Regions from separate parts of the Mus musculus genome. Here regions 1, 2, 4, 5, 6 and 7 are each linked to region 3. The links are chromatin contacts, called in public Hi-C, HiCAR-type, HiChIP or PLAC-seq and promoter capture Hi-C maps. All regions are on one chromosome and are shown on one strand. The core of a region is the stretch at or near the end of the contact, and the rest is flanking DNA. Distances in the headings are between cores, read along the strand shown. Region 1 holds the start of Crispld2 (cysteine-rich secretory protein LCCL domain containing 2). Region 2 holds the start of Hsdl1 (hydroxysteroid dehydrogenase like 1). Region 3 holds the start of Gan (giant axonal neuropathy). Region 4 holds the start of Cotl1 (coactosin-like 1 (Dictyostelium)). Region 5 holds the start of Usp10 (ubiquitin specific peptidase 10). Region 6 holds the start of Mbtps1 (membrane-bound transcription factor peptidase, site 1). Region 7 holds the start of Necab2 (N-terminal EF-hand calcium binding protein 2).

Region 1 (3,582 bases), core at 158-2,657, 2.8 Mb before region 3:
GAGGTGAGGTGAGGACGGTGGCAGATAGAGGATGCCAAGTGATGCTGTACATCCCTCAGTTCCTTTGTGGCAAGCAGCGTGGTCCAGCCTTGTTCTGCAGGGCTGTCAGACTCCAGACCTGATGTGCGGAGTGTAAGATCATCTGGAGAAGGCAGGACTACCCTACTTCCTCAGGGCAAGGAGCCCAGGTCTAACAGTGGACATTTCCAGCCCCGCTCTTGGCTCCAGGAAAGCCAGGCATCCAGACAGCCTCTCACACGGGCTTAGTCACCGTAGCAACTCACCTTTCCCTGGAAAGAGGGCCAGTTCAAATTGCACTGCAGCAACAGGCATCTGGCACCAAGTCTATACCCCAAAGGAGCTGATCTTGGCTTTCCTCATCTGGGGCCAATACTCCTGACAGGAGGACTTAATTCAAGATGCCCACTTTAGGAAAAGACCCTGTCATGTGTTCCCTAAAACAGTCTCTAGAAGAGTTGCTATAATCCCGACAACTCAGGAAACTGAGACAGAAGGATTCCTATGGGCCAGAGTCCAGACTGTGCTACACCTGGACACGTCCCTGGGAAGCCTTGGAGGCAGTCGGAGGTGGCTTCCAGACCTGTCTCTGCTGTAGTCCAGCTCACTTTACCTCTCTGACCCTCCATATTTTATCTGAAATAGGGTTAGGAGACCCCCTCACCACAAGCCTGTTGCCAATGGAAAAGGGGTGTGGCTCTGTCATTTGGAACCAAAGGCACTTACCTGCCCCTGTGATCACCTGAACCTTACCCTCACAGAGTGAAAGACCCCTCTAACGCAACCAAGCCATCATCGAGCCAGTTATCGACGCCCACTGACAACACACTACCGCCCCAAATGGTGGCAAATTGCCTTGGGTGGGCAAAAGAGCGCGCCTCAGTGAAGCGCGAAGCAGCTTCGTGCAGCCAGGCTAGGGATCCCAGCTCCAACGGCTTCCTAACCGCGAGTCAGTCCCGGGCAAAAAGCTTCGTAGTTGAGCCTCAATTTCTTCATCTGAAAAGGATCTTGCAGGTAAGGGCTCTGCAGAACGGCGGCACACAGCCCTGAACAGCCCTGAAGCACCGCGTCTGCCTTAGTCAGGGCAAGAGAGTCGAAAAAGGACAGAAAGAGGAGACATTGCAGCCGAAGCAGTGAGGTGGCTAAGAGTTCGAGAACAGCGTAGGCTACGCGACAAGACCTGTTCTCCTACAGACAAAAGAACAGCGGGACCGAGTCCCTCTCACCTGTGCGGAACTCTGGCCTCAACCTGGGGAGCGCTGGGCAAGCAAGTTGCAGATCTGGAACCTTGCGGATGCTGGGCGCTCTGAGTGGGTCCAGGACTTGAGCGCGGCCCCTAGTAGCTTCTTAGAGCATCCTGAGCCACGCCCCCCAAGTCCACAGGCAGCGCTGATTGGGCTGCGAGGCGCCGGCCCCGCCTCCTGTTTTCGGGAGGGTGGAGGCACTGAGGACCACGATGCGCAAGGAGCGCGCGGCCCCTAGCCGTGACCATAAAAGTAGTTTTCATTGAGCTCTTTCTGCGTGCGGCAGGCTGGGCACCCCCAGACAGTCCGTGGCCTGTGGACCCCACCCGGTTCTACTACTCAAGTGAAGGACAGGACAAAAGACCACCGGGAAGCACGTGCTGAGCCGGGGTGTGCGCATTTATCCGCCACGACCTATTCCCAAACTAGGAGGATCTCGGGGGTTCCCAGCAATTTAGGGAGGAGGCTATGTCCCACTTCTGTGGAGAGATTATCCCGCCTCCTCAAGAACCCCAGGGTGAGGTTCCAGTAAGCTTAGTACCACGTGCCCCAGGGCATTTGGCGTCTACCTGGAGCAAATAACCCGAGGTTAGAATCCGGGAAATTACTTTAGGTAAAGGTTGACACCCAAACCCTTAAGGGCAAGTGAGGGAATGAGCGGGAAGAGCTAAGAGATCCCCCAGAACACTCTCAGTCACTTAAAGTGGGACTGGAGAAGACCACCCATCCAAAGAGGCACCTCCCACTAACACCTCCACAAATACTACCAGGAGCAGGTACAGCCGAGCCCGCTGGGGTTCCTCGTGACATGTTGGGGAACCTGGATTACAACCAGAGATCTTTACCCAAGTCCTTGACGCAGCACTGCGCAGATAAAGATTCAGATATGTTAATATTTTTCATTTTAAATCCCGTCCTTAATGCTCAGTTTTGGAAGCATCCATCATCAAGCGACCTGCACTCACTTGCTACACCCTAAGCTGTCTTCCAAGTACCAGAGGAGTCAGTGCTGATTAACAGGGCTGATTAGCAGCCCTGGGGGTGACCCAGGACAAGGCCAGTGAGGGTGGGCCCTGTGCTCCATGTGCCATTCTCTGGTGCTGACGATCTGGCCTGACCACCCTCAGACGCCAGCATCCCTATTCTCCTCAGTGAAGGGACTGACCAACACAGAGATTCCTGCACGCATCTCTGAGTCACAGGTCTCCAAAGTGCACGTGCCCACTCTGTTGCCAGTGTCCGTGACCATTAAGCCTTGAATGCAAAACAGGATAAACTGGGTCCTGTTACCCACCCAGGAACGGGAAGTGATGAGGAACAGGGCTTTTCTGGGACCCAGCATTTGGGCAGGAGTGGCTTGTCAGTAATAGAAGTCCCAGGCTCTGAGTGGCCCCACCACACCGCCCTGCTGACGCTTTTCATGACAACCTTGCAAAGCTCCTTGATGGCTCCGTGGGACTCTTAGACACCCCTCCCCACCGAAGCATTCTACATGCCTATCATCATCAGGTCAAACCAACATGCCAAGTCTCCCTCAGTCTGGCCATCCCAGAACCTCCAGCTCTTCTTCCTACTCTTCCTCAGTTTCCCCTTTCCCTCCCCTGTGTGGCCTTCTCGTCTAACCTACCCCATTTCTCCTTCACCAGAAGAGTATCAGGAGCTATGCGGGGGAACTTCAAGGGCATCTTCTGGTCAGCCTCTCACGGCCCAATGGAAAGGGGCCTCTGGTTACAGATGGGGACATTGGGTACAAGCAGGTGAAGGCACTTGTCCAGGATCTCCTGGTTGTCCATTGGTGAGACTGGGATCCCAACCCAGGCAGCCTGTGCCGGAGCCCCTACTATATTTTAATGTATCTTGCCAAGATTGCTACATTGAGATCTAATTACCTAGGGAAGATACGGTGGGGGTGGGGAGAGCAAGTTGGGATGTTGTGAGATCCCCATCTGTGAGCTGAGACACTACCTTTGACAGTCTCACTGCCCAAGCTCCCCTGTGTATATCCTGTCACCCAGTGCCGTCTTGACCCATCAGCCCAAATGGACCAGGACAGCCTATCAGCTTGGCCTCTAAGTCATGTGGTAAGCTGATTAGAGAGTTTGTATTTATACAAGATGAACACATTGGATACTTCAGAGCTATTTCATTTCTTGTTGATATATCGGGGAGGCTAAACAAATTTCTAAAGTAGAATGTCATGGCTAGTACTGCTGTGTAACAAATTATCCTATATTATAGTGGGTTGGAGGGAGATGTTCCAGTTGTATAATGGTTATTTAGTGCTAATGATATATGTGTGTATTCATATATACCTATTTTG
Region 2 (3,466 bases), core at 15-2,514, 2.4 Mb before region 3:
TGGATCCTATTATAGTTGTGAACCACCACGTGGTTGCAGGGAATTGAACTCAGGACGTTTGGAAGAGCAGTCAGTGTTCTTAACCGCTGAGCCAACTTTCCAGCCCGCAAGCCCATTTCTCTTACCAGGGACAGCAGAAGGGCAGCTCTGGGACAGGGCAAGAGCTCTGTCTCTCCCCACTTTGGTTCAGAGATAACTGTGATGCAGTTTGCTGTGTAAATCTCCCCCCTACCCCTTTTGCCAGGTGTGAGCACCTACAGTTCCCACTCCTGTAAACGTGTTTAATTGCTCAAAGTGTAACTTAGGGGCGGCAACATAAAAACAACTCACTGATAAAAGCACACACAAGAACAGGGTGTGATCAGTTTGATCGCTCAAACCTGTGTAAAAGAAGCAAGCTTTGTTCTGGGCTGGTCTCTCCTTGGATGTTAGAACCCTGTGCACACTATTAAATATGAAAGACATTTTCCAGGGCCTGGAGAGATGGCTCAGCGGGTAAGAGTACTGACTGCTCTACAGAAGGTTCCGAGAGTTCAAGTCCCAGCAATCACATGGTTGATCTTAACCTCTGCATGTATGTACTTCTGAGATTCAAACTCAGGTCTGGAGGATTGTGTTGCAAGCACTTTTACCCTGCAAGGCGCCTCTAGAAGCCTTAGATAAATGTAACGTCAAGAGCTGATGAACTCTCTGTACTTGTGGTTTGTTGAATGACGCTGAACACTGTTTGGGAACTGTGTCTTACACTCATTGCAAACAATTCCCAGCCACAGGAAGGTATCTAATAAATTATCATGGAATAAATAATGGGTCTTCTATATGTACTGGATTGATCATATCAATAAAGGTGCTGTTCTTGTAGCTGTATGGATGGGTATGTGTGAGGGGTGCTGGTTGTCCCCAGCTGAGTGAAATGGGCATGTGTGAGGGACACGAGCCCTCGCCCCTTTGGCTTCCCAGCGCTAAGGCACCTTCTTTACGGATCCCTGGCCCCGCGTCGCCGTGATCGCCTGCCGACTCCTCCAGACTGGGCTCCGCCACGCTGTCCACCGGCGGCTCAGAGACTTCGGGGTGCATGCTCACTCCTGGCCCGACCACTCAGCCCTAATACTCTACGGTCCGCGTCGTTGGCTGTCCAACGCTTTCCCGGTCGCCGCGGCAACCAGTGCGCACGCGCAGTCAGTTACGCCGCCGAGGGCGGGCCTAGCCGAGGGGGGGCCACGGGGGAAACTGCACCCGGGCGCGTGCGCGGATCACGTGGGTAGCGGACCTGCGGTGGTGTCCCGGGGCGGCGGCCGCGCGGGCAGCGGGCGGGACGGGCTTCGGAGACCGCGCCTCTCGCTGCAGGTATTGCGCCCGCGCCCCTCACGCCCCTCGCGCCCCGCTTCCGTCCCTGGCCACGCCCCCTGGACCCCGACCCTCGGGAACGCCCTCCCCCCCGCCGCGCCCCGTAGCGGGGAACTCTGGTTCCGCGCTCTAGGCAGCCGCTCAGCTCCCTGAGCAGGTGTCCCGGGCCTGGTCCTCGGCAGGAGGCTCGCACAGGCGACACGCCCCGGGACGGCCCTTTTGTCGGTGTCTCTTTATCCTCCTTTATTCCTGGTCGCTAGGTCTAAGTAGGTTCTAAGTCTCAGGACTGATGCAGAATGGCCGCGCTGCTGAAGAAAGCGCGCAGCTTCTGCAGAGCCCGGTGGGTTTTGCAGAGTCGCTGGGCCGTGCCCGGCGCCACTGGGGAGGGATGGGACACTAGCAGGGAGTCCCTGTTCTGCTACCAGGACTCAGCCGCACCCCTGGGCGGTGACCGCAGCGGGTTCGGGTTCCCACGGGGAGTCTCAACGACCACCTGCCAGGGCTCTGGGCCGAGCCTTCGCTGAGATCCTGGGATGTCGTTGCGTCCGTTTCCTTCCTCTTGTGTAGTACACCCGGGTGCGATTGAGGAAGGGGATAAAGTGAAGCCGCGGGGACAGCGCTCTTAGCTTCTTCATAAACTCGGGTCAGTACGAATAGGGGTCGCTAGCATCGAACCCTGAGCGATGATCCTGCCTAGTGGCTCCGGTTTATTGAGGGGTGGCGGGAAGGCACTGTTGCAAATGCTTTTTATGCGTCACCTCATCGAATTCTCGTTGTAGGGGAGAAGCGTTAGCCGCTTTTTACAGGTGGTGGTGTTGTAACTTCATTCCCAAGGGTGGGATGGCTTTTTCAGAGTGACCCTAGTCATTGCTAAAATATTACAGACGCGCCATGTCCAACGTTACTTTATCAGTGGAGGGTGTGTGTGTGTGTTGGGGCGGGGGGAGTGTTGTTTATTTATGTGTGGGTGTGGAGGCTACGGGTCAGTGTCTGTCACTTGCAACCTTATTTTTCGAGAAAACGTCTCTCACAGAACTCAAGAGTTTTCTTTATGTTTGACTGACTGACTGGCCCCCAGGGTCCTCTCGTCTGCTCCTTTCTTCCCAATACTGAAATTACAAATTGGTTCTGCTTACATACCCACTCTTAGATACTGCTGGGGACCTCAGCTCAGGTCCTTAAGCTTGCACAGCAAAAACAATCTGCTGAGCCATCTAACCAGTCCCCAGTGCATATTTTTTTAATTGAGGCAAAATTCATGTAACGAGATCCATCATTTTAGCCATTTTGAAATGTACAATTCAGAACTTTGTAGTTAGGTAGGTTTCACCGCCCTATTTCCAGATAATTTCCACAACCACAAAAAGGGATTCCACCTCATGGGCTGCAGTTTGGGCTCATCTTGCCCCTTGTGTTTTCTGTGTCTCTGGATTTCCTTATTGCAAACACGCTTTATACATGTGACCGTATGCTGAATGGTCTTTTGTGTCCCCCAACCTCATGTTTTCATGTCATAGTGTGCGCTCATGCCCCATTCCTTTTCAGAGCTCAGTATTCCACAGTGTCGTGCACGGGCCACGTTTTGTTCATTGCTGGACGGACGTTTGGGCAGTTTTCATCTTTCGGCTAGTGTGAGTTAGGCTGATAGGAGCCCACTTTGTAAAATTTTAATGCAAGCAAAAACTGTCACTTATTTTGGATGAGAGCCTAGGAGTGGCCTGCACTTGCCTTAATTCCCTGTGCCTAGGTGGAGACCTGGGGCTCAGGGGTATTGGCTCTTGGGTCAGAGTCCTGGGTTCCGGTTCCTATGTTGCTGTTCTTTTTTCTCCATCTCATTGTCGATTCAATCGGTGATTAAAATAGATGGAGGAGGGTAAGGAACCCCTGGAATGTCAGGGTTTGCAAGGGCAAGGCTTGCCAGAGTGCTGATACAAAGTTCTTTTCCCTTCAAGAAGGAAACTTGAGCTCTGGCACAAACAGTATCTAATGGGATTTACTAAGGCAATATTGTATTTACTGAGGCCATAGATATTGTATACACAGCATTTTGGCTCGTGTTGCCATTGCAGAAGAGAAATGAAAGCCAGTCTCCAGCATTACAAAATCCAGGTCTACAGAC
Region 3 (3,865 bases), core at 902-3,401:
ACAACCGATGTTGTCATCTGGAACAGTGGAATCAGGACATTATGCATAGTAAACTTGGGAGTGGACTCCTAGCTCAACCACGAAGCACCAGGAGCCTCGACATCTAAGTTGGTAACATCCTCTGAGACACCATTTTTCTACTTGGAAACTGACAAGCCATGGCCCAGAGGAAATCTATCCTAACTGCTGGACAGACTTGCATGGAGAGCTGTTGAGGGTCTGAAGCTAATTACACATTTCTTTGTAGGTGCCTCGGAGATTAAATGGCACAAAACCACACTGTGCCCCTCATTTGTCATTTTAATGAGCGGGAGTCAAGACTAAATCATCCCCAACAACCCACAGCAGGCAGGTAAGAGCTGAGACAGAAGCAGATCTCCAGACTGCCCAGGGCGGTGCTCCTCTCAACCAGTTCACATGGCAATACAACAGAGCCAAACCTCTGATGTCCACTGGGAAGCGAGGTAATCACTCATTCAACACATGTATTCTGGCACCAGGCACCAGTCCCTCTAGGAAGGTCCCAGCAAGAAACAAAAGAAAAATCCTTGGCCTACTGACTTTACATTGTGGCTCACGGAGATGAGCAAAATACAGGGTTTACTGCAGTGGTAAGTATCACAGAGAAAGATGGAGACAGTGTTTCAGGATATGCGACTTTAGAGCTGGGTGCCATTTAAGGATCTGTAACAATACTGCATCCATTGTAGTTTTCCTAAGCATTTCCCAAACTAGGATTACTCTGTTACGGGAAAGGTCTGGCCTGGAAATTCAGTTTGATTGACTGCCTTAACCTCTGAACTGCCAGCCCTGAGCTGTCATATTGGTGATCTAAATTTCTTGTTCACAGACACCTGACCCCTAAGTCCACAAAGAGCCCAATGTTGTAAGGCCAGGCTAGGCTAAAAGCCAGAAGTTTCAAGGGCACTTGGATTGCTTCTGGAGTTCGAAGGTCTCCAAAAGCAAAGATTCAAGAACAGCATATGTGTCCGAGTTCTGCTGGGACAGAGCCCTAAGAAACGGCATACACATAATTTTCCATTTTCTGATCTGTCAATTCTAGTGACATTGCTATCATTCGTCTATATTTAACCAGCTTACTGGGCACTTTCTCTACCTTTTAGTGCCCCCCCCCACCCCCCATATTAAAAGAGCAAACCAGTTTGCCTGAAGGAAAGTTGCTAAAGAAAAGACAGGAGCCCATCTCACAAATTCTGATCCGATGCTATAAGCTTGGTCTCAACCTTTTCATTAACCTAGTAAACTGGGCTAAGGTTTGCGTCGCTTAAGTTTTACAGTGCCCTCTTGGTGGTTACAATCGCTGGGTCCTCGGTGGTAACTGTAGCCAAAGAACGACCCCGGGTCTTCTCAAATTCGCAACAGTTTTGCCTGTTTGTAACAAGGGAGTGGCAAAGTGACAGTTGGGCTTTGGGGGTGGGGGCTTCCCACCGACCTCTTACAGGGTTCTCCTTCTGCCTAAGCCGCGGGTGTTTGTTTTGGCTTCCCCGCGCAAAACCTGGCCGGCCCACTGTGCGGTGACTCGGAGGTAAAACTTCTGCGGGGCTCCGCGGGCCGGGCGGGGCCTGTCGGGGCGAAGGGGCGGCTCTTCCCGGAGCAGCCCCGCCCTGCTCGCGGGTGCGGGTCCAGGACGGCCTGTACACCGTGTTTGGGGCTTTTGCGGACCTCCAGGGACTCCGGGATCGGGGCGATCTCGGTGGAGAGGCCCATGGGCGCCCGAGGGGCGCGGCGGCAGAGCCACTGGAGCCGCAGGCGGCCAGGCCAGAGAGAGAGGGAGGGATGCGGAGGCGATGGGCGGCGGCGCCCGCTCACCTGATGTACGGGCTGGCCGCCGCCAGGATGTTCTTCTGCACCGGGATCTCCTCGCCGTCGAGGACCAGATGCGCGTCGCAGAAACGCGCCTCCTCCCGGAACGAGCTGAGCGCCCGCAGCAGGCGCGCGGCGTGCTGAGGGTCGGACACAGCGCTGCCCTCGGCCATCGCGCCTCCCGCTCCTCCGCCGCCACCTGCCCGACCCGCCCGCCCGAGTCCCGCGCACGTCCCCGCCGGCCACTCCTCGCGTCCGCTCGCCCGCCCGCCCGGACTGAGTGAAGCTCTGGAGTCAGAGCTGGAAGTTCAACAACGCGCCTGCGCCATCGGCAGCGCGTGCGGACGGCGCCTTTAAGGAGCTGTGCCGTTGCGTCATCTTTCCGCGACGCCCCCGCGCCCCGCCCTACCTCGCAGCAGCCAATCAGAAGGGCTGGGCTGCGAGCGCCGGGCGCGCCCACGGGCTGTGCTTGGTGCGGGCGGAAGGGTTTAGCGGTTCCGCGGTATCCAATTCCCAGTCTCGGCGAACCGAGTGCTCTCAGTGTGGAAGGGAGTGAGACGCAGAGTGAAGCCGAGGACTTATTATTCCTTTCGCGGGAGTTACGCCTCGCTACGTTCACGTCCATTAGTTCCGGGCAGAACGCGGAGTCCGCCAGAAGCCTTCGCTGAAGACGTCGCGAGTGAAGCGAGAGAAACAAGCAGTTTTGCAAGGCTGTGGCAAGGAAGGTGTTTTCCTCTTGCAATTGGGGACCGGGAGCAATGGAAGGGTTTTAAATACCGCGGTAGGGGTAAGGTGTTCCGAAGGTTTCTAAGATCGGGGTCTTTAAAGCAGATCGATGCCAAGATTAGATAGTGGGCTGGATAAAAGGACTCTGTGGTATATGCCCTCCCTTCCGCCCCCGCACAAGAGTACAATTGGGAAGGAGAGGGGGTCCAGTTAATTGCATGATTGCCATCCCTACCTTTTAGGAAAGATAAAGTCTGAAAGACTAGGGGGTATGAAGGCCAGATGTTCGGATGGTGGGGGCTAGACTTCCCACAGAGACAGATCAAGGCTGTGGTACTAAGCACCCCTGGGTGTGCTCACTCTGCAGGGCGAGCCTCGTCTGTGTCCCTGGAAGTTGCTGAAGGTGCTTGGGAGTGGAGGAAGTAGCTACCATTTTGTGCAAACATTAGGTGCTCGAGGCTACAGAGAATTAAGTCTTATGAGGACCAAGGATCAGAACATTGGGGCAGCATTCAAAGTAAGGCAGGATGTGGTTTTCAGTGCGTCAGCACAGCCTCCCGTAGTCCAAAGGCCCCAAGGAAAGTCTTGGTTTTCACCCTGGAAGCAGCAAGGCTTTGGCGTCACTGATAGGAATCAGAGTATAAACTATACTCAAGATAGGAGACTAGGGGAGTAAAGTCAAGGAAGTTACTAGTAGAAGATCGATACATTTCCAGTTTCCATTTCAAACACAGTATCTATACCTGCAGTGATAAAAGTATCTAGACTCTAAACCAGGAGGTGGTGACGCAAGCCTTTAATCCCAGCACCGGGGAGGCAGAGGCAGGCAGGTCTCTGTGAGTTCCTGGCCCACCGAGAGAGTTCCAGAACAGCCAGGGGCTACATAGAGAAACCCTGTCTTGAAAAACCAAAGAGACAACCCCCGCATCCAAAAAAAAAAAAAAAGTAAGCTGTGTCAAAACTAAGGTCTGGGAAAGCAGAGCTGAGTAGAGCTAACAAGGAACTGTGAGTTACTAATTAGTAAGGCCTGTAGTGGGCTGTGTTGTATACAGCCTCTGTATTTGTGCCTATTGAGAAAATATAATAATAAAATAATGCAGGCCTGTTTTCACATAGTGCTTCTGGGCTCAGTCAACACTCTTTTGTTTAAGTAGTTGATGTGTTTTGAACATTGCTCTGTAAGACGCTTTTTTTATCCATATGACTAGCTCGCTTCCGTGTTTATTGTGGCCTGGCACGATTTCCAGGTGCCAAGCCCTTCTTGGTATCAGAGTACCTGGTACAAAGTGCTCCTCACTTAGGGTTGGATGGCTGG
Region 4 (3,636 bases), core at 999-3,498, 2.7 Mb before region 3:
TTCTCTGCTTCATAGTAAATTGGAAGCCTGCTTGGGCTACATGAGACCCTTTCTCAAAAAACAAACAAACAAACAAACAAACACAAAAACAAAACACACACACACACACACACACACACACACACACACACGAAGGGGAAAATAACCTAATCATCAAGGTGTTTGCCATGGAAGCATGAGGTCCTGATCTGAACCCCTGAACTCACATTTAAGAAATAATGCCACACAGTGGCTCTGCTTATTATAATCCCTGCACTGGGGAGGTTGGAGAGCAGTTGCAGCCCTGGGGTTGAATGGCCTGCCAGACTTGGTAAGCTCCAGGCCAGTGAGAGACCCTGACTGACAAGACAAGACAAGGTGAAAAGCATCTGAGGTCCTCTGCTTCACAAGGTCATAAGGGAGGGACACACACAGATAGCCACTGAACCTGGCCGGTCACACATGTCTTTGCGATTTGAGTGGAAAAAAGTTTTCATGGGGTTTTGTTTTTGTTTGTTTTTTTTTTTTTTTTCATTTTGAGGAAAGTAGTATTTTTTTCTTGGCAGCTTTGCCCCAATTGTGTGTGTGTGTGTGTGTGTAGTTTGTATTGAGATAATTTCATGTAGCACAGGCTGGCTTCAGTTATCTATGCATCTCAGGATGACCCTGAATTTCTTGATTCTCTTGCAGACAGCTCCCAAGTACTAGGATAATGGGTGTCTATCACTATGCTTCTTATTTATTCGAATATATGTATGTGGGGTGTGTGTGTATGCATGTGTATGTGTACACATGTGTGTGTATGTGTGCATGTATAAAAGAGTGTGGTTATATGTGTGTATTAAAGATTGTAGTGTGTGTGTATGCATGTGTGTGTGTGTGTGTGTGTGTGTGTGTGTGTGCGTGTGCAGATGCCTACAGAGGTTAGAGGAGGACATCAGATTCCCCTGGAGCTGTAATTACAGACATGGGTACTGAGAAAGAATCTAAAGTCCTCTAGCAGAGGATAAACCATCTCTCCTAATCTGAGACAGGGTCTTATTTTGTAGCCCAGGCAGGCCTGGAAACCAGTATGCAGCCCAGCCTGGTTGTCAATGTATAACCCTTCTTTTTTAACCTCTTGAGTTCTGAGCTGCCTGGTGAGGTACTGTGTCAAGACTTTTTCTTTTTTTTTTTTAAGGTGAGGTACTGAGAGAGAGAACCTGGGACCTCACAGATGCTGGCTCTTTGGGCCACACCTTCAGGCCTAAGGGTTTTCCTATCCCTTATACATGTTCCAGATCTTTTCAGTTTCTGTCTATGATCCGTTTTAGTCAATAGCAAACCAACAGTGACCTCTTTTGATGCCCGCCCTGGTTTCTGTACATCATTTCAGTTAAGGCTGAAGGCACCTGCTGAGGCTCCCTGAGGCTCGTCTTACCACGGGGAGAGAGCAGTCCTCTTGATAAGGTTTCAGAGCTTGCCCTATGGCTCGGGGCTGAGAATTACAAGCAGTTCTAGAGCTGGGCCTCCAGGGCCAGCCTTTCACCTGCCGGTAGGACAGATGGTAGAGGAGTAGTGAATGAATGACCCAGTAAGGGGGTTAAGGATGCCGCCCCATCCCGCCCCAGCACCCCACGTGACTGCAGATAGCCAGGCTACAAAGTCAACAGTGATTCTCTTTCCAAATGAAATGCTTCCTTCTTTCCACTTCTTCCCTTTCCAAATCCAAAGAGCAAACAAACACTGGGTTAGGGGCGCCAGCCTTGGCCAGCCTGGCTCATCTGAGTGCTGACTTAAGTTATTCTTCTGAAGGAGGGGGAGGGGTGGAGAGCTCTGCAGCCCAGCTCACTGGTAGAGGGAACGAGGGAGGAAGAGAGAATAAGAAGATTCGAGGGAAGATGCAGAGGAGAAGGAGGAAGGAGGCCTTAGGGAGGAGGGAAAAGGGGCTTGGGGTGGGATAAATAGGAGAGATGAGAAGGCGAACAAGGTAGAGGCTGAAAGAAGAGGAGAACAACGGCGTAAGGGAAGGAGAGGAATGGAGGGAAGGAGAGAGGGAAGGAGGAAGGAGAGCGAGATCGGAGAACACAGAAGGTGGTGGAAGAAGCGAGGGGCTGGGGCCCACGGAGTGGGGAGGGAAGAAGGCGGAGGAAGGGAAGACGAGGAGGAAGGGCCCCCCTCCAGCCCTCCGCGGAGTTGCGCAATCCGCACAGACTGGGATTGGCCGCCGGATGTGCGAGACGCCCCGCCCCCGCCTCGCCTGACCAATGGGAGCGAAGGGGCGTGGCTTTCACGGGAGTGGAGTCCCCGCGCGCGCTCTGGCTCTGCAGTAACCGCGGGCCTCTCTCCGAGGACCTTAGCTTGCTGTTGCGAGCGGCCACCTCCCCTGCCCACTCTCGGAGCCCGCTCGACTCTCGTAGCGGATCAGGGACGCGTTCACTGGTTCCGGCAGTGTCCTCGCGGCGGCCATGGCCACGAAGATCGACAAGGAGGCGTGTCGCGCGGCGTACAACTTAGTGCGGGACGACGGCTCGGCGGTCATCTGGTGAGCAACGCCGCGGGGCCGGGGAAGCCAGTAGTGACCTGCTTCGTGCCGCTCGCCGCCGCCGCTCACCTATGTTTCTTTTCTTCCTCCAACCCAAAGGGTGACTTTCAGATACGACGGCGCCACCATTGTCCCCGGCGATCAGGGAGCAGATTACCAGCACTTCATCCAGCAGTGCACAGGTAGGGCGACCCTCATGAGACCTTTTGAAAGAGGGTGGGCACCCTGGGCAGCGAGCTGCTGGGCGTCCAAGCAGCAGCAGATCTGGGCTGGGGCTTTGTTTGTTTGTTTGTTTTGGTTTTGTCTTTGTGTTTTTGGAGATAGGGGCTCACTATATATCCAGGGTGACCTCCAACTGGCCATCCTCTTGCCCCAAGCGTCTAGTACTGGTAGGGTGGGTGTGCACAGCCATGCAAAGCTCTGATCTGAGCTTTCCAAAGTCCCGAGTGTATCCCTCCCCCACCCTGCCCCCAACCCCTGTGGACATCACCATCAAGTGACCCGAGGAGATTCCTCCCCCGGTAGTGTCAGTCGGCTTCTTCCGCTCCCGCACCCTGTGGTCCACTGGGTTTCCAGGTCAGAAGGGGCAGTTCAAACTCCACCCTCTCTGATTGGTCAGTGAACAATAAACGCCGAAGCCCCTGGGGGCTGCAAGCTAAAGGCAGAACCCAGGGCCCCACCCTCCTTTCTCCCTTCCATCTTTGTCCCTATCTGCTTCTGTACAAGCCTTTAATTTGAAGAGTACAGAAACACGCACCAAGAATGTGTATCCGATGTTGCTATACCAGGCCTGGATAAAGAGAAGCTGACTTGCGAGGTCCCAGCGGCCAGTTTCCTTTGGAGCGAATGGCCACTGGCTGGGGTGGGGCATGGAGAGCTGAGATTGCTCCATGGTTTGGTGTGGAGGAATCAAGCAGATGTGTGACCTTACTAAAAGCATCCCAGGGAACCCTAAGGTTTGTGTGTGTTAAGCTTCCCTGGGACATGTGGACCATGAAAGAACACAGGGCCTGAATGGCCACAGCTCCCGTAGAACAGCTCAACACCATTGGTAAAGAGATCTCTAAAGGAGCTGGTGTGCAGAGCAGCTCAGCATATTCTGGAAACAGAGGCAGGGGGATGGAGAATTGGAG
Region 5 (3,744 bases), core at 535-3,034, 2.8 Mb before region 3:
AGGAACATACATATATGCAAGCAAAGCATTCATTCACATAAAATAAAATAAAATAAAAATGCCTAAATAGAACCAGATGTGGTGGTGGTGAATATTCCGAATCGCCAGGGCCTCTGGTGACAGAGGTAGGCAGTTGCCTTAATCGCAAGCCAACCACAGCTGCATAATGAAGACCTGTCTAAAACTTAAAAAAAAAAAAAAACCACTTGTCAAAATATTATTCAACAAATACGAATCGTCTGCCTATTGAAAAAAAAAAAAGCACACCAAATACAAAAGCATTTACAGATGAGGGGAAAGGTCAAACAGGCAAAGTTCAGATTTGATCTATGAAACACCACATACTTAAGAGAACGGAAGTTTCTCCTAGGATCTAACCTTTTATTAAAAACAGTTTCGAGGTTTAAATCCCATATTGCAACAGTTACTAAAACCTTTCAAAAGCACATGGTGGCTCTTGCCTGCAACGCACCAGGCTGAGATAGGGAAAAAAAAAAACTTAAGTTAGAGGCGATCGTGGACCAAGAGAAAGATCAAATAAAAAGACGATCGTTCTTCAAAGGTGGCCTCACCAGACCGACCTCACCTGCCTTGTACATACATCCACCTACCATCCTCAAAAAGGCAATTTTACTTCTTAGTTTCCCGAGAGTCGCAGCCCGGAGAAGCGGCACCACGTGCTGACTTCTCACTCGTCCTAAGTGCATCTTAGGAGAGGGGCTGCAGGAGCAGCTCCGGGCACAGAAAACACAGCAGGCAATCCGGCCTGCCGGGCCCCGACCCAGCCCGGGCTCGGACACCGTGCAAAAGGTGTCAGTCTCGGGCAAACCGGAGTATGCCGCCCCGGCGCTTCCCGGTTTTCTTTGCAATAGAATTCCCGAGGCCAGGGGCCAGGTCCCCGGCGGCGCTGGGCCAGAGCGTCGCCCGGGACTCGGCGGCTGCGGGCCGGGCACGCGGAGGCCTTCCCTGCGGCCTCGGGCGTTCTCGGGGCGGCTCGGACACTCTCGGGGCGGCTCGGGCGCTCTCGGGGAGATTCGGGCGGCCTCCGAAGCCGGGGAAGCGCGGCACTGAGGGGCGCGGCGCGGGCCTAGGCCGGCAGCGTGCCGGCGCCTCCCCCACCGCTCGCCCGCCGCGCACCTCGCGATCGTCGCCCCGAGGCCGTCCCGTGGCCCAGACCTCCCAGCCCAGACACGGCCCGCGCTACCTGTGGGTTGTGGAGGGCCATGGCGGCCCGTCTCAATGAGGTTCGGTGCTGCTCCGGCTTCTCACGCCGCGTCTCCCGTCGCCGCCATCTTCTCGCCGCACAGACACACTCGCAGCGGCCGCCGCGCCTGCGCACTGACTGCGCCGCGGGAGAGCCAGGCGGCGTTCTGCGCCTGCGCGCGACAGGTGGGCGTGCGCCCCGGGCCGGCGACCCTTCTGTCCCCAGCGCGCCGAGGGCGGCTGCTCCAGGCGAGGGCGTGAGGATGGAGCTGGCCAGGCACCCTGGGGCTGCAAGGTGGAGTTCCGGAGTGGTTACTGCGCTGGGTCCGCCTGAGCTCCGCCCTGGGATCTCCGCTGGAGATCTCCAAGGATCCCTTACCCTATGGAGCGCGCTCTTCTGACCGTTCGTTCATTCATTCATTCCTTCACTCTTCATTCTCTTCACTAGCTTGTTTTACCTGGCATTGGGGAAAAAAAGATTTTTTTTTTCTTTGTAAAACATAAAAGTAAACGTTGAAGGAGCTAGTGAGATGACTCAGCGGGTAACGGAGCCCTGCCTCCTGTACCCTTGAGGACCAAATGAGTTCCATTCTCTGGATCCACATGACGCCAGGGGAAAACCAACTACAGACTGTCTTCTGACATACAAAGGGGCACACGCAAAATAAACAATTTTAGAAAGAACTCGTTAATCCAGGAATTGTACTCCTGTGAGCTCAGTATATAGACTGCAGAGGTAGGACGATCATCTATGAATTGCAGACCAGTCTACATAGCAAGTTCCAGGTCACACACAGCTACGTAAGGTAGCTCTGTCTCGGGGTGGGGGGTGGATAGTCATGTTGATGACTTAGCACATTCTGCAAAGGGTAGAGACTCAGTAGGTGTTAGTTATTGCACACACGCAAGTGTATACACACGGGAAAGTTCTTGACTCAGCCATATAGGCAATAATAATAATAAAAACAAACAAAAAACCTTACTAAACCTCCTACTCCCAGCTGTAGACCAGGCCGGCCTTGAGTTCTGAGATCTGCCTATCTCTGCTTCCAGCGTGCAGGGATTAGGGATTAAAGGTGTACACCACTGCCGGGCCAGGAAAGAATTTTATGACAAGCCCCTGTGGGGCAAAGTTGGCAAGTTTATTAAGTAGAGGTGAGAGAGGGTACACGGGTAGGACTGAGTTTAGGATCTAGAGACAAGAAGGAAAAGGATAATGTTCAAGTGTGGGCACAGCTGCTCCAGAGAGTTGCCCTCAGGTGTCTTGGTTTTGTTTTTCTTTGCTGTGCTACACATGTAGCAAAAATTGGCTTCAAACTTTCTTTTCTTTTTTTTTTTTTTTTTTTTTTGGTTTTTCAAGACAGGGTTTCTCTGTGTAGCCCTGGCTGTCCTGGAACTCACTTTGTAGACCAGGCTGGCCTAAAACTAAGAAATGCACCTGCCTCTGCCTCCCAAATGCTGGGATTAAAGGTGGGCACCACCATGCGCACTGGCTTCAAACTTACTTTCTCTCTTTCTCTTCCTTCCTTCCTTCCTTCCTTCCTTCCTTCCTTCCTTCCTTCCTTCCTTCCTTTCTTTCTTTCTTTCTTTCTTTCTTTCTTTCTTTCTTTCTTTCTTTCTTTCTTTCTTTCGTTTTTCAAGACAGGGTTTCCCTGTAAAGCCCCAGCTGTCCTGAAACTCACTTGGCAGACTAGGCTGGTCTCGAACTCAGAAATCTGCCTGCCTCTGCCTCCCAAGGGCTGGGATTAAAGGCGTGCGCCCCATGCACATTGGCTTCAAACTTTCTAGCAGCCAAGGATGAACTGAAACTCCTGTATCTCCCGCCCCTACTTCCCTAGTACAGGGCTACGCTTCATACTCCGAACTCTGGCTCCACAAAGCAAACAAAGCAAAGCAAAGCAAAACTCTACGAGTTGGTTCAATGGTTTCTTTCTCCTGAGAATTTTCTTTTGGCCCTCTTGATTGCACACACCTTTAATCTCAGATGGCTGAAACAGAGGCAGGCAGGTCTCTGATAAAATCCAGACCAGAGACAGGCGTGGTTATGCACGCCTTTAATCCCAGCACTCGGGAGGCAGAGGCAGGCAGATTTCTGAGTTCGAGGCCAGCCTGGTCTACAAAGTGAGGTCCAGGACAGCCAGGGCTACACAGAGAAACCCTGTCTCAAGAAAAAAAAAATCCAGACCAGAATGGCTCAGATATCAAGACTCAAGACTTTTTGTTTCAGAAAATGATAATTTCCTTTGGTAAATAAAACCAAGTCAGGTGGTTTTATCAAGTTGGTTGTTCAGGTCAGGATATTGGGCCAGGTGCGGTGGCACACACCTTTAATTTTAGCACTCCATCGATAGAGGCAGGTGGATATCTTTGAGGCCAGCCTGGTCTACAGAACAAGTTCCAAGACAGCCAGGGTTATACAGAGAAACCCCATCTCAGAAAAAACAAAAGAGGGGTGGGGAATGGGAGTGCTACTAGGGTTAGGCTCAGGGTCACAAACGTCCTGGCTCCAAGTAGGAATGCTTTATTGCATTTAGCATCATT
Region 6 (3,765 bases), core at 601-3,100, 2.4 Mb before region 3:
TCCCTCTGGCAGCCCCGTGGTCACATGGTTACTACAGAGTTATCCCTTGATGTCTGAGGGGAGCAGTTCTGGGAGCCCCATGATCAACAAAATCTACAGATGCTTAAGTCCCCTGGATCAAACGAAATAGCATTTGTATGTGACTGCACGGGTCCTCTGTACACTGAGGTCCTCCCTATATAACACACATCGCTACAGAACCACGGTGATAAAATTCCTAAGTTTGGTTGTTTGAAGTGGGAGATTTACAACGGAAAGTAATTGCTCTAGTTATTCTGAGACAGCCCCTAGGCAGCTGTTAGCCAGGGTCAGCATGTGCGCTTGGCAGAATATTGCTCTTCCTGATACGAGAACCTGGACTTAATGAGGACCGGGATTCAATGGTGTTGTGACCCAGTACCCGCTTTGAACTTTCTAACAGAGGCATGGTCTTTGATACGGGAGTGTTCCTAATGGCCGGGGGTGTCTCCATTTGTCCTGTCCCTAATCAGTGGTGATCTTAACAGAAACCCAGAAAACCAAAACTTTAATTACATTTGTGGTAAAGCCATCTCTTTCCTACAGTCTGGTTAGTCCACTACTCAGCTCTGAGCACTCCTTTAGCTAAAGTCTACTGTATGCAGGCTTAATGGGTCCTTTATGACATCAACTTATTGCTCCCAGCTTCTCCTGAGCCAGCAAGGGTCTTCTAATTACTGGGCTTCAGGCATCTGAAGGACAGAAGACCTTGGGGAGAGTGTGGCGAATCAGCAGGGAGACATCAGGCCAAGAGCAAGATTCAAGTCTCAGGGCAGAGAGTGGGCAGGCAATGGGGTTGCCACAGCGAGTTTCCGGAATGATGGGTTATCCATAGGATTCTGGAACCTGGGAATAAATGCGGTCTATCCTTTTCAATGTGTGGGGCTACTGTCTCAGAACCGCCCTTTTAAAATCTCGTTTGTATGTCTGTGTAGGATTATGTATAGGCGTGCAGGTGCCCTCAGAGGCCAAAAACCTGATCCCTCCGAAGCTGAAGTTACAGTGAGCAGGTTCTGGGATGGAAACTTGGCTCCTATACAAGAGTACTGTCCCCTCTTACATGCACTCTTCTGACTGAACACCTGAGGGAAAACACAAGAGTGCTGCACAAGGTCCCCTCCATACCCTGACCTAAATCCTGGGTCCGGATCCCCTTTTCTTGAGTTTGCTCGGCTGGAGGTCCCAATGCAAAACCCAGTTTCCATACCAGGTTTGGCAGCCAAGGTGAGCTTATGAGCCTAGGACTCAGGGTTTGTCTCCTCCATCCTGTTTGCTTCAGTCACAGTCCCCGAGCACACTTAGGTTGTGCCAGGGCCAAGAGTGATCGATCCAGCTCAGTACTAAGGCTGAGAATGGGCCCGTTCTACAGGTGGCTAAATTGCTCAAGTGCGTTTTACCAGACGAAATTCACCTTGATCCTGTTTGTTCCAAATGGTAAATAGTTGGTGTTACAAACGTCCTGTTTCTCAAGATGCTGATGCACCCTCCTGGCAGCAGTAATAAACTGGGGCCATGGGAGTAGTTCAGGAGAACACATAGATTGGATAGGCGCCGTCCCACTTCAGCCGCGCAAAGGTGCTCGCACCCTTCCTGAGTTTCCAGGCCAGGAAACCTGGAGAAACCTAAACCACCAGGGTTCCCTATATATACCCAGAGAGGGCGATTTGGCCTCGCCCTCGGCTCCGCCCCTTCCCGACCCCTCCCCCAAGACCGCAAATGTCGCGAGAGCTCCGCACAGCCTCTCGCCTCGGTGCCGGGCCGTCAGGAGCGCGCACGCAGGTCGCGGGCGCGCAGAGCACGCCGGGCCGTCGTAACCCCCCCACGCCCCAGCGGCGTGGTCTCGCGAGACTTGCGAGTAAACATCCCCCGAATGGAGACCCGAGGCGTGTTCGCGGCGGAGCCGCCGTTCTCCCGGGTCCGCCGACCCCGAGCCTGAGGCGGACGCAGGTACGTTTGCCGGCGGCGGCCGAGAGCCGGACGCGCCCTAGGCTCAGCCGTCCGCTGCCCGCGCGGGGGCCGCCGGCTACCGCAGCTGCTTCCCCAGAAATTGGCCCGGAGCGGCGGCGGCGGCTGCGGCGGCCTGGCCTGCGCCTGCGCGCCGCGGTGCGCAAGCGCCGTTCGCCTCCGCAGGGCCCTGCGGTCGCGAGCCCCGGGGAACCGAGCTGCAGCTCAGTGCACATCGCGGCTCGGACTCGCATTTGCTGTAGGTGTTTTTGAGTGGCGCTTTGAAGGGACGGGAGGAGCACTTGAAGATTTCATTCTGGGATCAGCCTCGCTAGCAACCCCTAGGTTTGGAGGCGAATGAAAAAGCCGGACAGAGAAAAGCATAAAAATCTGCAAAACTAGTCGGGGGGGGAAAAAGTTAATATTTAAGACAAGGTCTGAGTAGCTCAAGCTGGCTTTGAACTCCTGATCCTCACGTCTCTGCCTGGCGCTGGGATTAAAGACGTACAGCGCCACACCACTTACCGTTATTTTTTAAACGCAAGACCGTGATTTCTATAAAGTGTCCTATGTATCACAGGGTCACTTGTATTAAGTGGTCCCGCCCTGTGACTTTGTGTCATCTTGCGGAGCAGTTCAGTCGGCACCACAGCCCGCTTTGAGAACCACTCCCCAGACTCCCGGTACCCTGCTGTGGTTAGAACCGATTTTTAGTCTGCTATTTTAGTCACCGATGGACCTGTCTCCTTAGGTTTGCTTTTTGGGAATAGTGGGTCAAGAGTCGCATGTGGCCTTTGGTGTCTTGTTTCCAGAATTCATCTATGTTGTTGCATAAACCAGTACCTTTTTTTATGGTTGTAGCGTAAGTCAGTATTTCATCTTTTACGGCTGAATGATAGTCCGTTGTTTAATAGCCCACAGTTACCCCTATTCATGTGGAATACCTTTTGCCAAGGTCTTATCTTGCAGTATGTGACACATTTGGCCACAGAGCTAATTTTTTGTGGACTTTTTGGTTTTTGTTTTTGTTTTGAGTGTAAGGGTGAAGTGGCTACTGGAACCTGCACTTTTGCTCATTAGGACTCTCCTGCAGTCTCTAAACACCCCTTATAACCAACAATTTGCTGTTACTATCTAAAAAGTGATGCGGTGTTGGCAGGCCTCCCCCTCGCCCCTCGGGAATGAAGGAGCATGTTTTCTGGTCAGATCTTGTTCATTCTTGGTGCTGTCATATGCTTTATTCTCTGACTCAGTTCTCTCTCCGATGGTCGGCAATCTTTGGACTAGGAGGACCAAAAGGGAAGTCTGTGTGTGTGTGTGTGTGTGTGTGTGTGTGTGTGTGCGCGCGCTTCCTTGATCACACTCCACCTGATTTTTTTTTTTTTTTTTTTTGAGACAGGGACTCAGTGATTCTGGAGCCTCTGATTGAGTGAGACTAAGGGGCCACTGTGTCCCAGGGGCAGTCTACCTCAGCTTTCTGTGTGAGTTTTGGGGACTTAATTCAAGTCCTCGTGCTCCATGGATCATCTTCCCAGCTCCTCTAAGGAATCTCTTCAGTGATTTCTTTTGAGGAGAAAGTTGTATATGATTAGCAATTTCTTTTTTTCCCTAAAGTGAGTTATGTTCATTTCAATGTTCATTGGTGCTTTGCCTGCCTGTATATGTATGTGAGGGTGTTGGGTCCCCTGGAACTGCAGTTACAGACAGTTCTAAGCTGCCACATGGGTGCAAGGGATCAAACCTGGGTCTTCTGGAAGAGCAGCCAGTGTTCTTAACTACTGAGCCATGTCTCCAGCCTCTTAT
Region 7 (3,532 bases), core at 840-3,339, 2.3 Mb before region 3:
GACAGCACACAGCGCCAAGTGTCGAGGGCAAGGGGCTGAACAGGGCTTCCCTGAAAGAGGGCAAGTAGCCACCTCTACTCTGGACTCTGGATCCTCCTGCCCTGTGTGTGCACATCTCTGTGTGTGCACATCTGTGTGTACAGGCATCTCTTGCTTGTTCCCAGAGGCACTAGAACACCCATTTCCAAAGCCCTCCTGCTCAGACACACCCACAGGTTCTGAGATCTAGCAAGGGAAGCCAAGTGGGGAATAGGGTTTCCAGTCCCCTGACACTTGTAGGGGTATGTGGCACCCACTGGCATGCGTGGGCGCGCGCGTGCGTGTGCACACACACACACACACACACACACACACATGAACTCATGAACACACTCAAAAATACCCCGATTCTCTCAGAACCCCATAACATGTACAGGCACCCCCCCCAGGACCAGTCCCATCCCCCAGAAGCCCCTCCACGGACCACCAACTCTTTCCTGCCTATATGCCACCCCACTCTGCAGGGCTGGGGTGGGGAGAGCGGTGTGGTGCATGAGGCACGAGGTGGGATGAGGAGTGAGTCTGGGGTCCAAGAGTGAGGACAGGAAGACAGTGAAGGAGGACAGTTGCTCAGGGTGGAGCTGGGGGGGGGGGTGAGGACGCCTAGGTCCAGGCAATGATTCTGATTCTATGGAAAGAGAGGAGCTGGGGAAGGGGCTTCACTCGCAAAGCGGCACAGCACGGGGGCTCATCTACATCCGCAGAGAAGAGAACAGTGGTGGTTCCGGGCTGTGTGTGGGGAAGTGCAGGGAAGAATCCAGGATAGAGAGGAGGGGGCTAGCAGTGCCCAGTTCTTGTCCCTATCGTAGGGACTCAAGTGATGGTTTGGTTAGGACCTGAAGAGGGGAATAGCGGCCAGACTTACAGCAGTTCTCGGGGACTGGGCTATCGGATGCGGGGATGCGGGAATGTGAAGGAGGAGATGTAGAGGGTCGTGCGGTTCCAGTGGGGACCGGTGCCCCAGCCACGATGGAAGGGGAGTAGCGTGGGTCCGTGCTATGTAATTAGTGGAAGCGGGAACGTGGAGGGGGGCGACTGAGGAGAGGGTCCTCGGTGGGTGCGGACCCAAGCCTCAGCCGCGATGGGGTGGTGGGAGGGCTCGCTCTGGAGATCCCCACGCGGAGGAGGGTCCCAGGCTATGAGATATGGGGATGCAAGGAAGCGGAAGAAGAGGATGGAAGTGAGGGTAATACGGTCCGGGTGGAGTTGGGGTCTTGGACGGGGGTGTCCCTGCGGGAAGAAGAGGTCCCAGCTATGGGATGTGGAGATGAGATAAAGTGGAGGGAGGAATGGAGAGGATCTTGAGGTCTGGGTTGGGGGACAGGCGTCTCAGCGGCAGTGAGAGTTGGGGCTTGCGCTCGGGGTCCCCGCGCCAAGGAGGGTCTCAGCAATAGGATGCGGGGATGCGGGAACAGGCAGGGAGCGAATGGTGGAGAGGGTCCTTAGGTCCCGGGTGTGGACTGGCACCCAGCCGCGCTGGGCGGAGGGTCCCGCGCGTACTCACGTCCAGGATGACGGCTGTGCCCCCTCGCGATGCGGCGGGCCCGGGGCCGGGGTCCGCGGAGGGGATGTCGGGGACGAGCGGTGCACGGGGTTCCCCCATCCTGGCGCCCACCCAGCGCAGCAGCCCGCCCAGCGCGCGGCCCTGCGGCGGCGGCTCCCGGAGCAGCCTGTGCGCGCCGGCCCTGCACAGGCGCGCCGCCCGCTCGCACATCTCGCCCGCCGACCCCCGCCCGGCCGCGCCCCCGCGCGCCCCCTGCCCGCGCCCGCCCGCCCGCGCACGCCGCTCCCGCCGCCGGCCCCGCGGCCCGGACACCGCGGGGACCGCCAGTGCCGGGGGTGGGGGGGCTACCCGGACCCCGAGCCACGTGCTCCGCGCCCGCCACCCCCACCCCGCCGGCCAAGAGCGGAGGCAGGGGACTGCCCGCGGGGACGCGGGGCCCAGCGACCGGACCCTGGCACGGCCCCCGAGGGGGATGGCTTCGTTCACGCAGAACTTAGGGCGGGTGTGGAGGAGGGTGGGGGCCCCGGGATTGTGCCCCCGTCCCCGCCAGGGTCTCGCTGACCCCCGGTCCCCTCCCCCCTTGGTACTGGTGTCCGGTGAGCCCCGAGCGCCCTCTGCCGGATGATTCTCCCCGAGTCCCTTCCTCCCCTCCTCCACCCGCGGGCGCTAGTTGCCCAGAAGGTAGAGCAAGACGCAGACTTGTGCAAGTGACTCAGACTCAAGACACCTGAATAGGGGTCCCGGGACTGGACACCAGCCTGCTCAAAGGCCCTGAGGCGGGAGGTGAGACTCAAATGGGCAGACCAGGGGACAGAGTGGACAGGGCTGCATCAGGCTTCTGGAAGCCTCATTCCTGACCCAGACTCCATAGAGTCTAGCCCTGTGCCTATGGATGCTCCACTCTGGGGCCCTATCGCTTGTTCTCCTGGAGCTGCGGGCTTTACCCAGGGGCCCAGTGCGCGGTCTATTTGCCTAGCCACTTCCCAAGCACAGACTCCTCAGGCACAGTGGAGGCACAGCTGGTTTTATTACAGATCTGATGGTGAAAAGTTGGGCCTGGGGCCCTCCAAGTTGGACACTCAGCTGGCCCTGTGACTCCAGCACACACTGACAGTTTCAAGGGGGCCCCCTGGTCTATGGCTACTGCTCCCACCTGGGGCCTCATCTCGCCTGAGGGTAGGGCAGCCTGTGTTCCCCATGCCTCTGGGGCAGATAGTCCATCCACATGGCTCAAGTCTTCCCCTTCTGCTGGGGAGACTGGTTCCCAAATGGGAAATCTTTAGATGGGCTCACGTCCCGCTGGGCTGTGATAAGCCCTCTTCCTCTTCAGGGCCTGGGTGTCAGGGTGCCAGGCTAATGTTAAGGTGGCTTCCTGGTCTCCTTCTTCAGCAGGGAGCTGGCAGCAGCCAGGGCCCCGCCCTGGACAAATCTCACAAAGTTGTCCCCAGCCAACGGCCCCAGGGCATACAGGCCCTCCTGGTGAGTGCTCTCATGGGTGAAGGGGTCCACGTCAATGGGGTTCCTCTTGGGACTCAGTGGCTGATCTGGGTCTATGACCAAGTCAGCACCTGCCCTGGGGAGGTAGGAGAGGTCGGGGTGGGAGCCAATGAGGACCAGCACCATGGAGACCCCAAAGAGCTGCTGGCCCCCCTGTGGGTCCTGGAACACTGCTTGGTGGTCCTCTTTGAAGAGCAGTGGCTGGTGCTCAGGGAGGCTGCGGTAGCCCTCATAGGGGCTAGGAGACAAGATGGACTGATCGCGCATCATCTGCTGCACTTTGTGGTACTCAGGGTATAGCATCTTGGGCAGCTGGTTGAATACCAGGCCGGGGTCATGCACGGACCGGCGGAAAGCATGGATCACCTGGATGTTGTAGTGACGGGCAAAGAGGACAGCATCGGCTGCAGATAGCCCTGCTCCCACAATCAGCACCGGGTCTGAGGTTGGGTTCACAGTGCCTGCCCGAAGGGCTGCCTCCAGGGCTGACAG

What was found. Promoter capture Hi-C pulls out the DNA fragments that hold promoters and counts their contacts. A called contact is a pair of places that touch in the nucleus more often than the background predicts. HiCAR-type assays count read pairs that join an accessible place to other places. HiChIP or PLAC-seq counts read pairs in DNA pulled down with a chosen protein or histone mark.
Region 1: a contact with region 3 is called in a promoter capture Hi-C map of stem cell-derived epiblast-like cells, with 3 times the contacts expected there. The contact joins the promoter of Crispld2 here to the promoter of Gan in region 3. A contact is called at or near these places in 1 of 39 promoter capture datasets (stem cell-derived epiblast-like cells) and 1 of 115 datasets of contacts at active chromatin or transcription factors (embryonic forebrain).
Region 2: a promoter capture Hi-C map of embryonic stem cells shows a contact between it and region 3, with 5 times the contacts expected there. The contact joins the promoter of Hsdl1 here to the promoter of Gan in region 3. A contact is called at or near these places in 3 of 39 promoter capture datasets (cranial neural crest, embryonic stem cells and maxillary cranial neural crest).
Region 4: a Hi-C map of B cells shows a contact between it and region 3, with 5 read pairs. The contact joins the promoter of Cotl1 here to the promoter of Gan in region 3. A contact is called at or near these places in 3 of 39 promoter capture datasets (liver, pre-B cells and stem cell-derived epiblast-like cells) and 1 of 484 Hi-C or Micro-C datasets (B cells).
Region 5: a promoter capture Hi-C map of pre-B cells shows a contact between it and region 3, with 2.1 times the contacts expected there. The contact joins the promoter of Usp10 here to the promoter of Gan in region 3. A contact is called at or near these places in 2 of 39 promoter capture datasets (pre-B cells and stem cell-derived epiblast-like cells).
Region 6: a HiCAR-type map of astrocytes shows a contact between it and region 3, with 5 times the contacts expected there. The contact joins the promoter of Mbtps1 here to the promoter of Gan in region 3. A contact is called at or near these places in 1 of 39 promoter capture datasets (embryonic stem cells), 1 of 484 Hi-C or Micro-C datasets (B cells), 2 of 115 datasets of contacts at active chromatin or transcription factors (astrocytes and embryonic forebrain) and 2 of 9 other capture datasets (adipose tissue and liver).
Region 7: a contact with region 3 is called in an H3K4me3 HiChIP or PLAC-seq map of embryonic limb bud, with 8 times the contacts expected there. The contact joins the promoter of Necab2 here to the promoter of Gan in region 3. A contact is called at or near these places in 1 of 39 promoter capture datasets (hippocampal neurons) and 1 of 115 datasets of contacts at active chromatin or transcription factors (embryonic limb bud).

Annotation. Positions count from the first base shown.
Region 1 is chr8:119,990,263-119,993,844 of GRCm38.p6, reverse strand. Crispld2 (cysteine-rich secretory protein LCCL domain containing 2) reads right to left here and starts at 1,407. Exons shown (of 15, transcript NM_001310635.1): 1 at 1,245-1,407.
Region 2 is chr8:119,572,973-119,576,438 of GRCm38.p6, reverse strand. It overlaps Hsdl1 (hydroxysteroid dehydrogenase like 1), which reads left to right and starts at 1,264. Exons shown (of 5, transcript NM_175185.5): 1 at 1,264-1,347. Dnaaf1 (dynein, axonemal assembly factor 1) reads right to left here and starts at 1,204. Exons shown (of 12, transcript NM_026648.4): 1 at 972-1,204. The coding sequence starts at 1,077.
Region 3 is chr8:117,156,267-117,160,131 of GRCm38.p6, reverse strand. Gan (giant axonal neuropathy) reads right to left here and starts at 2,151. Exons shown (of 11, transcript NM_001081151.2): 1 at 1,831-2,151. The coding sequence starts at 1,997.
Region 4 is chr8:119,839,191-119,842,826 of GRCm38.p6, reverse strand. It overlaps Cotl1 (coactosin-like 1 (Dictyostelium)), which reads left to right and starts at 2,248. Exons shown (of 4, transcript NM_028071.3): 1 at 2,248-2,503; 2 at 2,603-2,685. The coding sequence starts at 2,427.
Region 5 is chr8:119,908,400-119,912,143 of GRCm38.p6, reverse strand. Usp10 (ubiquitin specific peptidase 10) reads right to left here and starts at 1,784. Exons shown (of 14, transcript NM_009462.2): 1 at 1,205-1,784. The coding sequence starts at 1,225.
Region 6 is chr8:119,556,846-119,560,610 of GRCm38.p6, reverse strand. Mbtps1 (membrane-bound transcription factor peptidase, site 1) reads left to right here and starts at 1,850. Exons shown (of 23, transcript NM_001167910.1): 1 at 1,850-1,965.
Region 7 is chr8:119,445,276-119,448,807 of GRCm38.p6, reverse strand. It overlaps Necab2 (N-terminal EF-hand calcium binding protein 2), which reads right to left and starts at 2,089. Exons shown (of 13, transcript NM_054095.2): 1 at 1,544-2,089. The coding sequence starts at 1,753. Osgin1 (oxidative stress induced growth inhibitor 1) reads right to left here. Exons shown (of 6, transcript NM_027950.2): 6 at 2,552-3,532. The coding sequence ends at 2,903.